Linked DNA regions of Mus musculus: all the other regions are linked to region 2. Evidence: chromatin contacts called from public HiChIP or PLAC-seq and promoter capture Hi-C data. All regions are on one chromosome and are shown on one strand. Each heading gives the region's core, a stretch centred on a gene start, on an enhancer-like site or on the middle of the called end of the contact. The rest is flanking DNA. Distances are from core to core; before and after follow the strand shown. Region 1 holds the start of B230398E01Rik (a long non-coding RNA gene). Region 2 holds the start of Prpf3 (pre-mRNA processing factor 3). Region 3 holds the start of Cers2 (ceramide synthase 2).

Region 1 (3,973 bases), core at 677-3,176, 870 kb after region 2:
CTCCCAGAAAGAGAGAGGGATGGGGGTGGGATAGAGAGCTAAAGACTCATGCCTTTATCTTGATCCCAGAATCCATCCACTCAGGTGGCAAAGGGTCACTGTTCCAAGGGCCCTCCACCCCAACCAATTCATAGTCATCTCATGTAGAAAAGGCAGAATTCTTTTCCATTCTCAAATTAGCCTTTCTGTTGTAGTCCCCTGTTACCAAACCATACTGGATATGACCCCAGGCCTCCAAAAGAGAGGCTCTGCCACACGGGAGGAGAAGGGATCATGATTAAAAGAGGATCAGCACAGGAACTAGAAAACAGAGTGGGTAGACAAGGAATAAAAGTTAAATTTATATATATATATATCATCCAAACTCCCAGAGGGTCCAGCATTTCCTCTCACGTCTTTGCCCAGGAACAAGGTCCAAGACCCTGTAACAGGACTGGAGGGTCATGGGTTAGTCCAGAGAGAATAAGGAGAGAGAACAGGGATTAAGGGATATCCTGGGCAGTGAACTGGGGAATGGGAAGAACTCAAACCTGAAAGAAAGGAAGTTAAAAAAGGAAAACCAGTTGTGGGAAGGTAAAACTTTCCCTCAGGCCAATTCCTGTTTGTTTTTGGAGTTGGCTCAGCCAGCACAGGGTCTAACATTTAGAAAACTGAATAAATATTTGATGGGCTGATGGCAGAAGCCATAAGGAAAGGGTTCTTGGTGGGAGAAATGGGATACTGGAGGTTTCTGCCAAGCAGTCCTTGGCTCTAATCCAGGAGTAAATTCTACCTCTCCCAGCTGTTTGCTCCAGAGACCGAGGGGCTAGGACTAAGCAGCACAACATTCCAGCTGCCGTCTGTGAGCAAAGGATCAGCTGAGCCTGTCAGGGCACTAAAGCTCAGAGGGAATGCCGCCAGGTCTGAAAGCCTGGCAGGGAGATACGAATCTCTGGGAGTCAAAGGGGTCTTCATTGGTCTTAGAAGACATGGGACGGAGAGGAAATGCGGCCACGTGTGGAGCCTGCCACCCAGTCCCAGCCTGGCCCCACTTACGGAACTGAATGAATTATCAATACTCTCGGTGCTGGAGGAGAGCTCCTGGGAAAGGGCCAGAGGGCAAGGGGAAGAAAGGGTGGGGTTGGGGGGAGGGAAAGAGACAAAGGCAAAGAATTTAGCTCCAACTTGGTTCATAACTGCTTCTCTTGTGCAGCTATATCTGCTTTAGTGAAAGACAGTCAGCCTGAAACTGCCAGTTGCCCAGAGTCTAGACATCTGTGGGATGTTGGAAGGCCAGCTCAGACCTTGAGATCAAAAGCTGAAGGCCAAGGCACCTTCTGTTTTCTGTTTTATCTCCTGTTCTTACCTGAACAAATCTTCCTTTTAGATCAAAATCCTAGAGGCTCACTTCTTTCATACCACTCACTCACATGCCTTCAACCAACCCTGTCCTCAAGGGGACAACCAAAAACTGCAAGACCCTTGTGGTACAAAGTCGATGTTCTTGTAGCTTCTTGGTAATCTCAGGAAGAGCTAAACTCCTCTCAGTCAGCCCTGCGATCACCCTAGGAAGCCTAATCCCAACCTTGAACCTGTGTGACAAAGGGCATCCCAAACCCATGAACCTGAAAGCTGTGGGCTGGATGCTCAAAAAATGCAGTCTTATCTCTTCCAAACCTTCTTAGGCTTACTATCAGGCTACTGCACATGACACTAAATATATTGTATTTTTTGATGTATGTTGGACAATTAGATCCTAACTAAATCCACCTGAGAAAGCTAATTAGAAGGGCGGTGGCAATCTTGATTCCAGCCCAAAGTTTAGATCCCAATAATCTAAATATCACCTCAGCTGAGGGCAGTAACACATGCTTGTAACCTCAGTACTTACAAGGCTGAGGCAGGCGGATCAAGAGCTCAAGGCTAGCCCAGGCTACATACTGAGTCTTTCTTAGAAAACAAATAAAAAATTACAAAATAAACAACATCCCTCCCCTGTGCTAGCTGGTATCTGGGAACAAAGTGAGGGACAGCTCCTTCAGTAATCGTGGAATAGCACTCATGGACTGGGCCATCCATCCTGGATTCTATACACTATATCCTACCTGGGCAGGCAGCAGGAACAGGAGCAAGAGAGGGGGGTCTGGACTAAAGGAAAGTCTTGAGAATTCCTAGAGCAAGAAGGCAGTGGCCATTGCACTCTGTTCTATAGCTAGCATTTCAAGCCTCTGCTTAATTCAATTCTATGACTGAAGTTCTTGATAGAGGCACTACATTTGGGTTTTCCTCAAGAATTTAGGCAGAAGATCATTTGCAGGGTGTAGTCACACTTGGAAACACCCTGCTAAGGCTACAACTCTTCTACTTTGGGTAGAAGTGGGAAGGAAAGAGGCAGTGAAGATGTCAGAATCTGTTATAATCTGCTGGTCCAACTTCTATACTTATGCTAGTTGCAGAAGAAAAAAGGCAGAAAATTGGCCTAGCTGATCCTCTCCCAGACAGGCCCCAGTGGGCTCATTAATGTCCATGGCAGACAGTAGGGTCTCATGATCTGTTCTCCTCCTACTCCCTGGGCCTGAGTCACTTGTACTGAGTCAGCTTCAGGGAGTGAAGCTGAAGCCAGGAGCTGACATCACACCCTTATCAGGCTGGAAAGGCTTCCAGTGTGACATGCAGCAGATGCCTCTGTACAAAGGTTACAGTCCTGAAAAGACAAAGCTAATCTCTTTGAAGTGTCATTATGTAGGGGAGGGTGTGATTAAGGGTTGGTTCCTAAATCACTCTCTGATTCTTGTGCCACCTTGCCAACTCTATGGCAAAATATTTATCATTTGGCTACAAATAGGAAGGAAAATTGAGGCTAAGAACTGCTTTTTTGGGGGGGGTGTATGTGAGTCTGTAGGGAACATAAAGGAATCCTCATAAGAACATGGAAACTTCTGTGAGATCTGGCCAATGAAGAAGAGTTTTGTATGGAGACTCCAGGAAGAAAGTAGCCCTGGGCCTCTTCTCTCCCGGAGCCCCCATTTCACTCTTCTGGAGCTCCTCCATAGTGGGAGGAACACGGGATTAACCAGAACCCGCAAGGACAACCAAGACTGGGAGCCAGTGTCAGGGCACACCCAGGAATTCTCCTATACAATGTCTTGCCTGGGCTTTAGAAAAATGTGTAGTTCATTTTAGTAAGGCACGTGCATACTTAATGCTTCCGTAAACTTTTTAATCAAGATATACACTAACTAGATCCTTATATTGGAGCTAGAGCTTTGTTAAACTTTATCAGTTCCTAGTCCAAGAACAGTATTTTATCCTCCATCCTTTTGCACACTGTACAGGGAAACAGCTAGTTGTTTAGTGAATGTTTCATATAATGGAGGAAGAAAGGGAAACCATTTCCCTTGGTACCTCAAGCACAAAGGCGTTAGTTAATTGGCATATCATCAAAATATCGAAAGGGACTGGCAGTAATTCCTAAGCTGAAGTCTCCATGCCTAGAAACCTAGCGGTATTTATGTTTATTTCCTAAGGAGCCTCAGTGGAGTTAAGTGCCTCACTTAACTCCAGCATCAGATAACCCAGAAGGGCCTCAGGAAGTGTGATCTTTTTCCTTTTCTGGATCTAGTAACCCAAGAGGAGCCAGGTGGGGAAGAAAGGCAACTGGAGAACCCACCCTAGAGATTTAAACACTCATAGAATACCTGCCTCTCAGAGCCATCCATAATCCTGCAGCAGAAGTTAGATGCATAGAAGAGGGACCCCAGACCAGCACAGGGTAAGAGAAACCCTAAGGCCTCTGCTTTTCTGGTCCTAAGATGCAGACTAAAAAATAGATACAGGGAAAAGTCAAGCCAGACAGGAGGTACCAGTGAACCCCTCCCAGAAGCACACTCACTCTGACCAGCTCTGACCTTCCATGAGACAGCTTCCGGAGAAGCTCAAGACCTTTAGGACCTCGGTTCCACCAAGGTCTGGATTCTTCTTGCTTTGCAGCGAC
Region 2 (3,925 bases), core at 679-3,178:
AGGCCTTCATCTGAGTTTTGCCAAAACTGCCAAAACTATTCAAACAGGGAAAGGACAGCCTGAGAGCTTGGTTTGGTGGTTCAGGCCTGTAATCTCAGAATTTAAGAGATGGAAGTGAGAATATCAGGAGTTCAAGATCATCTGCATAGTGAGTTTGAGGCCAGCCTGGGCTACGTGAGACTCTGCCTCAAACAAAGCAAATAATAGTATCAGGAAATTGGATATTCATGAGCATAAAAATGAGTTAAAGTTGGGCATAGTGGCACATGCTATAGACTACCAGAAGTACTTTCTCTCTCTCTCTCTTTTTTTTTTTTTTTTTGGTTTTTCGAGACAGGGTTTCTCACCACTGCCCGGCTTTTTTTTTTTTTTAAAGATAAACTTATTTTATTTATACGAGCACACTGTAGCTGTCTTCAGACACACCAAAAGAGGGCATCAGATCCCATTACAGAGCCACTATGTGGTTGCTGGGAATTGAACTCAGGACCTCTGGAAGAGCAGTCAGTGCTCTTAACCACTGAGCCATCTCTCCAGTCCCAGAAGTACTTTCTCTTACCTAACTGCATTTGATGTCCCTTATCTAACCTCTATCCACTACCCCCACCTTTCCCAGAGGAACTGCCATTCCTTAAAAAAAAAAAAAAAAAAAAAAAAAAAGTTTTACATTTTATTTGGGGGATGTGTAGTGGGGAACTTGCCATGGTAGACAAGTATTTATTAAGTACTTAATTGTATGAGTGTTACTGTAAGTATAAGCACTAAGCGTGTGGTGGCTATTCCTGGTTATCTACTTGACTATATTTGGAATGAACTACAATTCAGAATTGGAAGGCTCACCTGTGATCCTAATCTGGAGGCTGAGATATACAATTTCTGACCTGGATCTTGGCACGGAGATCTTGAGGCATAGTGGCTATAAATTCCAGAAAATTAAGACTGGGGGATCTTTGAGTTGAAGGCTTGGTGGCACACACCTTTCATCTGGGCCACACCTTCTGCTGGAGACCTACATAAGGACATTGGAAGAAGGAAGATTCTCTCTCTCTTCTCCACCTGCTTGTCTTGTGGGACTGAGCAACTGCTAGATCCTTGAACTTCCTTTCATAGCTGCTGCTGCCCATTGTTGGGACTTGGACTACAGACTGTAAGTCATCAACAAATCCCCTTACTATACAGAGACTACCCATAAGTTCTATGACTCTAGAGAACCCTGACTAGTACAAAGCCTAAGTTAACTTTTATGAATACGGTAGATGATACTACAAGTACAATAAGGAAAAAAAAAAGAAAAAAGAAAAAAAAAGTGGGACTCTAGAGCGTCAAGTATCAAAATTAAATAGGGCGGCCAGAAAGGCTTCTCTAAGGCTAATTTGAGCACAAACCCGAAGTAGAGTGGAGTGCAAATCTTGTAGTTTTCTTAGTAAAGAGCCATGCAAGGCAGAAAGCGACAAGCGAGAAAGTAGTCTGGTTTCTGAGGCTGAGCTAGCAATTGGAATACTGTTATCCCTAGAGGTTAGGAAGTGAGGCAGGTTTTGGTGTTTCATTGGCGAATGGGAAGCCAGGGGATAGCTCTGAATCTGTTCTTTTTTGTTGCCTGGTCTCTGGTATCGATTTTAAATTAGGGAGGCAAAGTTAAGGGAGGGCAGCTAATGCTAGAGATCACAATTTTTTTTTTTTTAAACTAGAAAGGACACTTTGAGTACGAATGTGGACGTCCTTGCTTTTAGTTCTAAGTGATAATCTTAGCGCACTAACTCTTTGGACCCGAGGGAATGTGATGCCAACCGATTTCTGCTCCGGGAAATAATGCCCGAACTAACGTTGGCATCGCTCCGGGACAACCCGCGGACTAGGCTTTAGGATCCCGCGGCGCGTGCGCCCCGCGGCCGGCACCTTGATACCGCGGCTGCGCAGCTGAGGCCCCGCCTTCCGTAGTCACGTGCCGTAGGGACCGCAGCGTGGCGGTGTGTGGCGGTAGCGACGGCGGGCCGTAGGGCAACCGGAAGGTTTCCGGTTCCGGTGTAACGTTCGGGCTCCGTCTCAGGGGCTGAAGTTTGTGAGGTGAGTAGTGGCCCCGCGCCCGAAAGGCTGTAGCCTTCGGTGCGAGCGGCTGGACAGGGCGGGAGTGCTCGGCGGGAAGCAGGCTGGGAGGACTCCCTGGTTCTGTCCGGGGAAGAAGTCAGAATGGGCTGGCTGAAGGCAAAGGGCGGGGGCGGGAAGCAGCAGGGTGGGCAAACCTGCCCTGAGGTGAGGAGTTAGCGCGGACTCGGTGGGGCCGGGGCCAGGTGGGAAGATAGCAAAGACCGGAGCATGGGGTTCCAGGGGCTTGTAGCGTAGAAAAGTAAGGAATCCCTTCGGAAGATGAGATTCTGCTACCTGCTCATTCAGAAGACAGCGTTCTGCCTCCCTCCCCTTCCCCTTCCCCTTCCCCTCCACCCCCCAGCCCCCCACCGACGCTGACGCCCCCTCGCTATTAGAGTTGAACATCTGGTTAGTGACAACTCTACTGACTGAAACTTTCTTATCCATTGACTGTTTCGTTTGCACATTCGGGTCGAATTTGAAGACATCCATTTGTTAGTATATTTCTTGAGCTTACATCCAATATGCTTAATATGCTTCACCTATTACTCTGGATTTTGAAAATTGCTTAAACTTTCTAGCCTATTATTCAATTGTAGTGGGTTGTAAGTCCCATTAACATGAGGATTCTTGGCTGTTTTGTTCACTGCTGTGTGTGTCCTTACATGCAGTAAGTATTCTGCTTGACAAGAAATAGTAACTTAAGTATTTATTGAATGGAGTGTTATACCAGATGTCTCATTTTCTAAGATAAGTATACTGAGGCTCTCGGGAATTAACTTGCTTTCCTAAGGGCTTATGAATGGTGGTGCTTACTATATTCTATCTTAAATGGGCTTTCTTCTCCACTTTTAGTGCCTGTGGTTGCTTTCTTTTTGATAGGCAGTATACTGCTATCTCATGATGGCCCAAAAAAGCTATCCCAGGATTATTCATAAAAGTTGTCACTGAGAAACAGCCTTCCAGATTCATTCAGATGTATTAAATACTGTGTATTGACAGATCTTATGAGAGAGAAATCTGTCAAGAATGTAGGAGCTAATTAGACTGCATCTTTTTTTTTTTTTTTTTTTTTTTATGACAAGGTCTCATGTAGCCACCGGTGATGTTGAACTCTGTAGCCAAGGCTGGACTTGAACTCCTGATTCCCCTTGTGCTGGGATCACAGGCTTGTATGATCATTCTGAGGTTGCATTTTTTAGATGTCTTTAAACATCTTGAAAGAGTAATTCCCAGATCATACTAAGATGCATGGCAGTGCTAAGAGGAGGTCTTATGGGAAGTTGAGGTCGGTGCAGTCAATAGATTGACATGCAGCCATTAGGAAGAAAATCAGAAATTAAGTTATCTTTATGCTGGTGAAGATGTTGAGATTTAAGATTACCCAAATGTAAGCATGAATAGTGTTGAAATTTTTCTCCAACTGTGTTAAGTAATAAAAAAATCATGTTGGTGTATAGAATACTTACCAGCATGAATAAAACTACAGAGAAAGGTGACAGCATTCTTAAGGATTATGAGATTTAACACAGGAGGACTGACTTGAATAAACCCTCTTCTTTGAATCCGTTAGACAAGTTTTAGGTCAAAGTTAGGTTAGAGAATGGCTTCCAGAGCAGAAGTTGACTTCTAGATTGACTCTTCAGATGTTCTGTTTGCCAGTCTTTTGTGTGACAGGGTCAGAGTTAGAACCCATTCCTCAGATTACGTTATTCCTAGTTTGTTCATTCTTTAGATAGCAATGATGACTGATGCTGAGTTAGAATTAAAATATCAAATGAGTGGGGCATGGTTGTATGCTCCTAGAATTTCTCACTGGGCAAGTGGAGACAGGAGAGTT
Region 3 (4,192 bases), core at 1,030-3,529, 540 kb after region 2:
TTACACCTGCAACTCTTCCACTCACAAAAATTATACCGCCTGCACACGTGAGGAGATCCAGTGTAGTGTCCATCTGTCTTCCTCACACACACCTGCCTCAGAGACAGGCACCACTTTCAGAATCACAGGCTGAAGAGGAGCCAATACAGCACGGACTTCACAAGGATTATATTACTTGAAACCTAAGCAAGGTTTTTGCCTGGCTCCAACTCTGATTGATTCCTCCCCACCCCACCCTCCAATGCAAGTGTAATAGGGTGAGAGATGGGCACCTGCAGAGCCAGAAAGCTGGGAGGATAGAAGTGTGACCTGTAAGAAAACCTCAGGGCCAGTGAGACAGTAGATAGTGGGATAGAGACGGTTTCACAGGGCTCTCAAGTCTGAGCAACCATTAAGAAGGCGACATAGAGCCGGGCGTGGTGGTGCACACCTTTAATCCCAGCACTCCAGAGGCAGAGGCAGGCGGATTTCTGAGTTCAAGGCCAGCCAGATCTACAAAATAAGTTCCAGGACAGCCAGGACTATACAGAGAAACCCTGTCTCGAAAAACCAAAAAAACAAAAACAAAAAACAAAAAACTTCTTTCTAGGGCTGGAGAGATGGCTCAGTGGTTAAGAGCACTGACTGCTCTTCTGAAGGTCCTGAGTTCAATTCCCAGCAACCACATGGTGGCTCACAACCATCCGTAATGAGATCTGATGCCTTCTTCTGGAGTGTCTGAAGACAGCTATGGTATTTACATATAATGAAATAAATAAATCTAAAAAAAAAAAAAAACAAAATCAACAACCATTTAAAAAAAAAAAAAAAAAAGAACTTCTTTCTAGATATTGAAGAGCAATAGAAGTCAACTGCTTCGGGCTAAAGTATGAGCCCAAAAATACAGGGCAGATTCTGGTAAAGCTAAGGGGTGAGGCTGTGACAACCGTGGCCTCAGGCTTCTCTGGGATGTTTCACAAACTTCCCTGCTCCAACCCCAAACACTATATAAGAATATGCCTTCCAGAGACAGGGAGAGGCCAGTAGGTTGAAGTAGCAGCGGCAAATGGGGTAGTGTTGAAAGGAACTGTACAATGTCAGTCTCCCTGTGGCCAGCGACAGAGAGAAACCTAGTCAGAGGCTCCAGTGAGAATAGAGGCACCAGAACTAGTTCACACACACAGCACACCACACCACACCCCTTAGAAATTAGGCACTATGTGGCCAGAAACAAGACCTAAGGAACGGAATATTTGACCTTAGGGGCCCCATCACAAATGCAAGACAGTCACCTTAGCTCTGGGATGGGAAGTGACCCCCTACCCCAGCTCTCACACAAACAGAAGTAATTTCTGGGGGAGGCCTTCCCTAACTCAGTTCTGGGGAAGACCGGCTCACTCCAGACCTCACAGCGCTTAGAACACCCTGACAGCTGAGGCTGGAAACTCGGATAAGTGAGATCTGGTTTGGATGCCAGGAGTGCAGCTTAGGCACAGGAATTCCCAAGCTCAGGCTAAAAAGAAATGCCACCCACCTGCAGGTAGCCAACTAACTTGAGGGCCTCTGGGCCTGTAATTAGCAAGTTACAACCCAGAGCTGGCCAAACACGCCCCATAACGGTATAGGAATGTGAGCCCTTTGGGGCCGGGACAGACACTAAAGAGTGTACTCCTTCCTGTTTCCCGTTAGGCACATGGACACTCTGACCTCCCTCTTGGGATGGGCACAAGGGGGTCAGAAACAGAGGCGGCAGCGGCGGCGGTAGCAGTAGCAGCAACAGCAGCAACAGCAGGGGCCGCCACCGTTCCTCCTCGGCCTCCACACTCAGGCCCCAGGACGCACGCGGGCCCGCAGGGGCTTCTAGCACCGAAGGTCCGCTACTGCTCCACTCCTAACAAAGGGGCGTCTGTACCATGGATCCTGAGCGAGCGCCCGGCCCCAGTCCCCCTACCTGTTGCCCCGCAGGCCTTCTCTGGTCCGAGGCCCCAGCCGGGCCCGGATCGCCCGCTCCAGCAGCGCTCGGCCCGCCCTCCGGCAGGCCGGCCGCCATGAGCCGGTGGAGGCCCCGCTCCCTCCGAGCTGCACCCTGAGCCCCCGCGCCCGTCACTGCCCCGCCACCCTCGCGGACCCGCGCACAGACTTACTCGGCGTCCGGTGCAGAGCTGCTCCGGCCCGGGCGCCGCTACTCCGTTTCCCACTTCTAGCGCCCGGCCGGTGCGCACTGACTGGGCCGGGTCCTCTCCTCCCCCTTCCGCTGCCCGCGGCTCCCTCCCTCCTTCCTCCTTTGCCCGCCGAGCCCCGGCGAGCCCAGGCCGAGCCCAGTAGCGGAGCTGAGTTGGGTGTGGGCCGCGGCCGGGCGGGGCCCGGTGCCCGGAACCCTGCGCTGCGCCTATGGAGCGGAGGAGCCCCGACGGGGCGGGTGGCACGTGCCCCGCAGGGCGCCTGGGTCTCTGAGTGGCGCGGTTGCGGCCCACCCGGACATTGGTCAGGGACCCCCTGGTGCTTGAGCCCAGAGCAGTTCAGAGCTGGCTGCCTCTGCCCAACCCCGCGGCCCTGGTGTGGTCGGCGACCTCAGCCCATGATTTACCCCCGGGTTGAATGCTACAATCCCATCGTCCGGCTTCACTGGGCATCAGAGGAAGGGTGCACGCGGAGAAAACCCTGCACAGATCCCGATGCTCCCTACGGTGAGATCCACAATGCCCCCTCCCCCAGCCCTGCTGTTTAGAGTCCTAACAGAGCTACTCAAACCTTTTGTAAAATGTACTCCAGGCTACACTATGGTTAGCCGTGATCAGTTTCGTATTAGAACCTGTTTTCCCTTAAATAGTCCCATAAAATCTATGCCTCAAGAAGAGAGCAGCAGGTTGGAGACATGGCTCAGCGGTTAAGAACACCGACTGCTGTTCTAGAGATACTGAGTTAAATTCCTAGCAACCACATGGTCACTCACAACTATCTGGGATCCCATGCACTCTTCTGGTGCGTCTGAAGACAGCCACATTGTACTCATATAAATTAATAAATAAGGGGACGGATGGGGGGGAGAGAGAGAGAGAAAGCGCCCAGCAGCCTTAACTCCCATCTCCCATACTCCCATTATGGACAGAACTTGACTAAGTTGTCAAGTGACCCTTAACCGGGAGAGTTAAGCTTAGCTTCTTCCATGTAAAAAATGCTTTAAAAACTATCCCCTGGGAAGTGGTGGCGCACTCCTTTAATCCCAGCACTTGGGAGGAAAAGGCAGGCGGATTTCTGAGTTCAAGGCCAGCCTGGTCTACAGAGTGAGTTCCAGGACAGCCAGGGCTACACAGAGAAACCCTGTCTCGAAAAACCAAAAAAAATACAAAACAAAACAAAACCAAAACCCTGCCTGGTGCAATTTCACATCTCATGCCCAAGCACAGTCCCAGCATTTGGGAGACTATGTTTTTTTTTAAACCTTCATAAAATAGTTTTGTTTTTTCTTTTTAAATTTATGTGTGTGAGTGTTTTGCCTGAATGTATGCATGTGTTCCACGAATGTCTGGTGGCCAACAAGGTCAGTGGAGGATATCAGATTCCCTGGAACTGGAGTTATATAAGGTTGTAAGCAGCTATGTGGGTGCTGAGAATCAAACGGGTCCTCTGTAAGTAAGAACATGACAGCTGAGCTGTCTCTCCCGCCTTTGTTATGAACCCAGGTCCTCTGAAGGAGCAGCCTGTGCTCTTAACCGCCGAGCCATCTCTCCAGCCCCGCCGTTTGTCTGTCATCATTAAGCCTGTGCCAGAGGCTTGCCTCACAATGTATGCCTGCCTTCTAGCACCAGGGCTTTGCCTGTGATCTTAGGAAGAGATGTAACCTCACTACTCTAGTGTGAGAGTTTGGCTCTCGATCTTGTCTGTTTGGGGAGTTAGAGAGGCAGTGGATGATTTCCAGCCTGTCTGCCCACTTGGTCCTTGCAGTGAGACCCCAGCACAGATGATACACCACAAAAGCCTGGCTGTCCCCTGCACTCTGCTCTATCCCTCTTCAGTAGCCTTCCTAAAATCTTCTGCAACGCGCACACACATACACCCTCACTTCTTTTTCCAACCAAGTCTGCTGTTTGGGCACTGGCTAACCCTTTTTAACCCCTCCCCACCGTTCTTGATGAATTGTCCCTTTTTCTTTTCTTTTTCTTTTCTTTTCTTTTCTTTTTTTTTTTTTTTTTTAATACTTGGCTTTCCCATG

The links. Promoter capture Hi-C pulls out the DNA fragments that hold promoters and counts their contacts. HiChIP or PLAC-seq counts read pairs in DNA pulled down with a chosen protein or histone mark.
Region 1: a contact with region 2 is called in an H3K4me3 HiChIP or PLAC-seq map of bone marrow-derived macrophages, with 5 times the contacts expected there. The contact joins the promoter of B230398E01Rik here to the promoter of Prpf3 in region 2. A contact is called at or near these places in 2 of 39 promoter capture datasets (liver and neutrophils), 1 of 115 datasets of contacts at active chromatin or transcription factors (bone marrow-derived macrophages) and 1 of 9 other capture datasets (adipose tissue).
Region 3: a contact with region 2 is called in a promoter capture Hi-C map of pre-B cells, with 4 times the contacts expected there. The contact joins the promoter of Cers2 here to the promoter of Prpf3 in region 2. A contact is called at or near these places in 18 of 39 promoter capture datasets (the 3T3-L1 cell line, 3T3-L1-derived adipocytes, the SN4741 cell line and 11 more), 4 of 484 Hi-C or Micro-C datasets (cerebellar granule neurons, cortical neurons, embryonic stem cells and 1 more), 5 of 115 datasets of contacts at active chromatin or transcription factors (the NIH/3T3 cell line, craniofacial prominence, differentiating embryonic stem cells and 2 more) and 4 of 9 other capture datasets (adipose tissue, liver, macrophages and 1 more).

What each region holds. Positions count from the first base shown.
Region 1 is chr3:94,986,410-94,990,382 of GRCm38.p6, reverse strand. It overlaps B230398E01Rik (a long non-coding RNA gene), which reads left to right and starts at 1,926. Exons shown (of 4, transcript XR_003954666.1): 1 at 1,926-3,973. The region is part of intron 2 of Pi4kb (phosphatidylinositol 4-kinase beta); the gene reads right to left.
Region 2 is chr3:95,853,888-95,857,812 of GRCm38.p6, reverse strand. Prpf3 (pre-mRNA processing factor 3) reads left to right here and starts at 1,928. Exons shown (of 16, transcript NM_001316751.2): 1 at 1,928-2,064.
Region 3 is chr3:95,313,277-95,317,468 of GRCm38.p6, reverse strand. Cers2 (ceramide synthase 2) reads right to left here and starts at 2,279. Exons shown (of 11, transcript NM_029789.2): 1 at 2,124-2,279. Anxa9 (annexin A9) reads left to right here and starts at 2,289. Exons shown (of 14, transcript NM_001379545.1): 1 at 2,289-2,666. It overlaps LOC115489748, which reads left to right and starts at 1,673. Exons shown (of 2, transcript XM_030252979.1): 1 at 1,673-1,712; 2 at 1,905-2,725. The coding sequence starts at 1,673. The coding sequence ends at 2,707.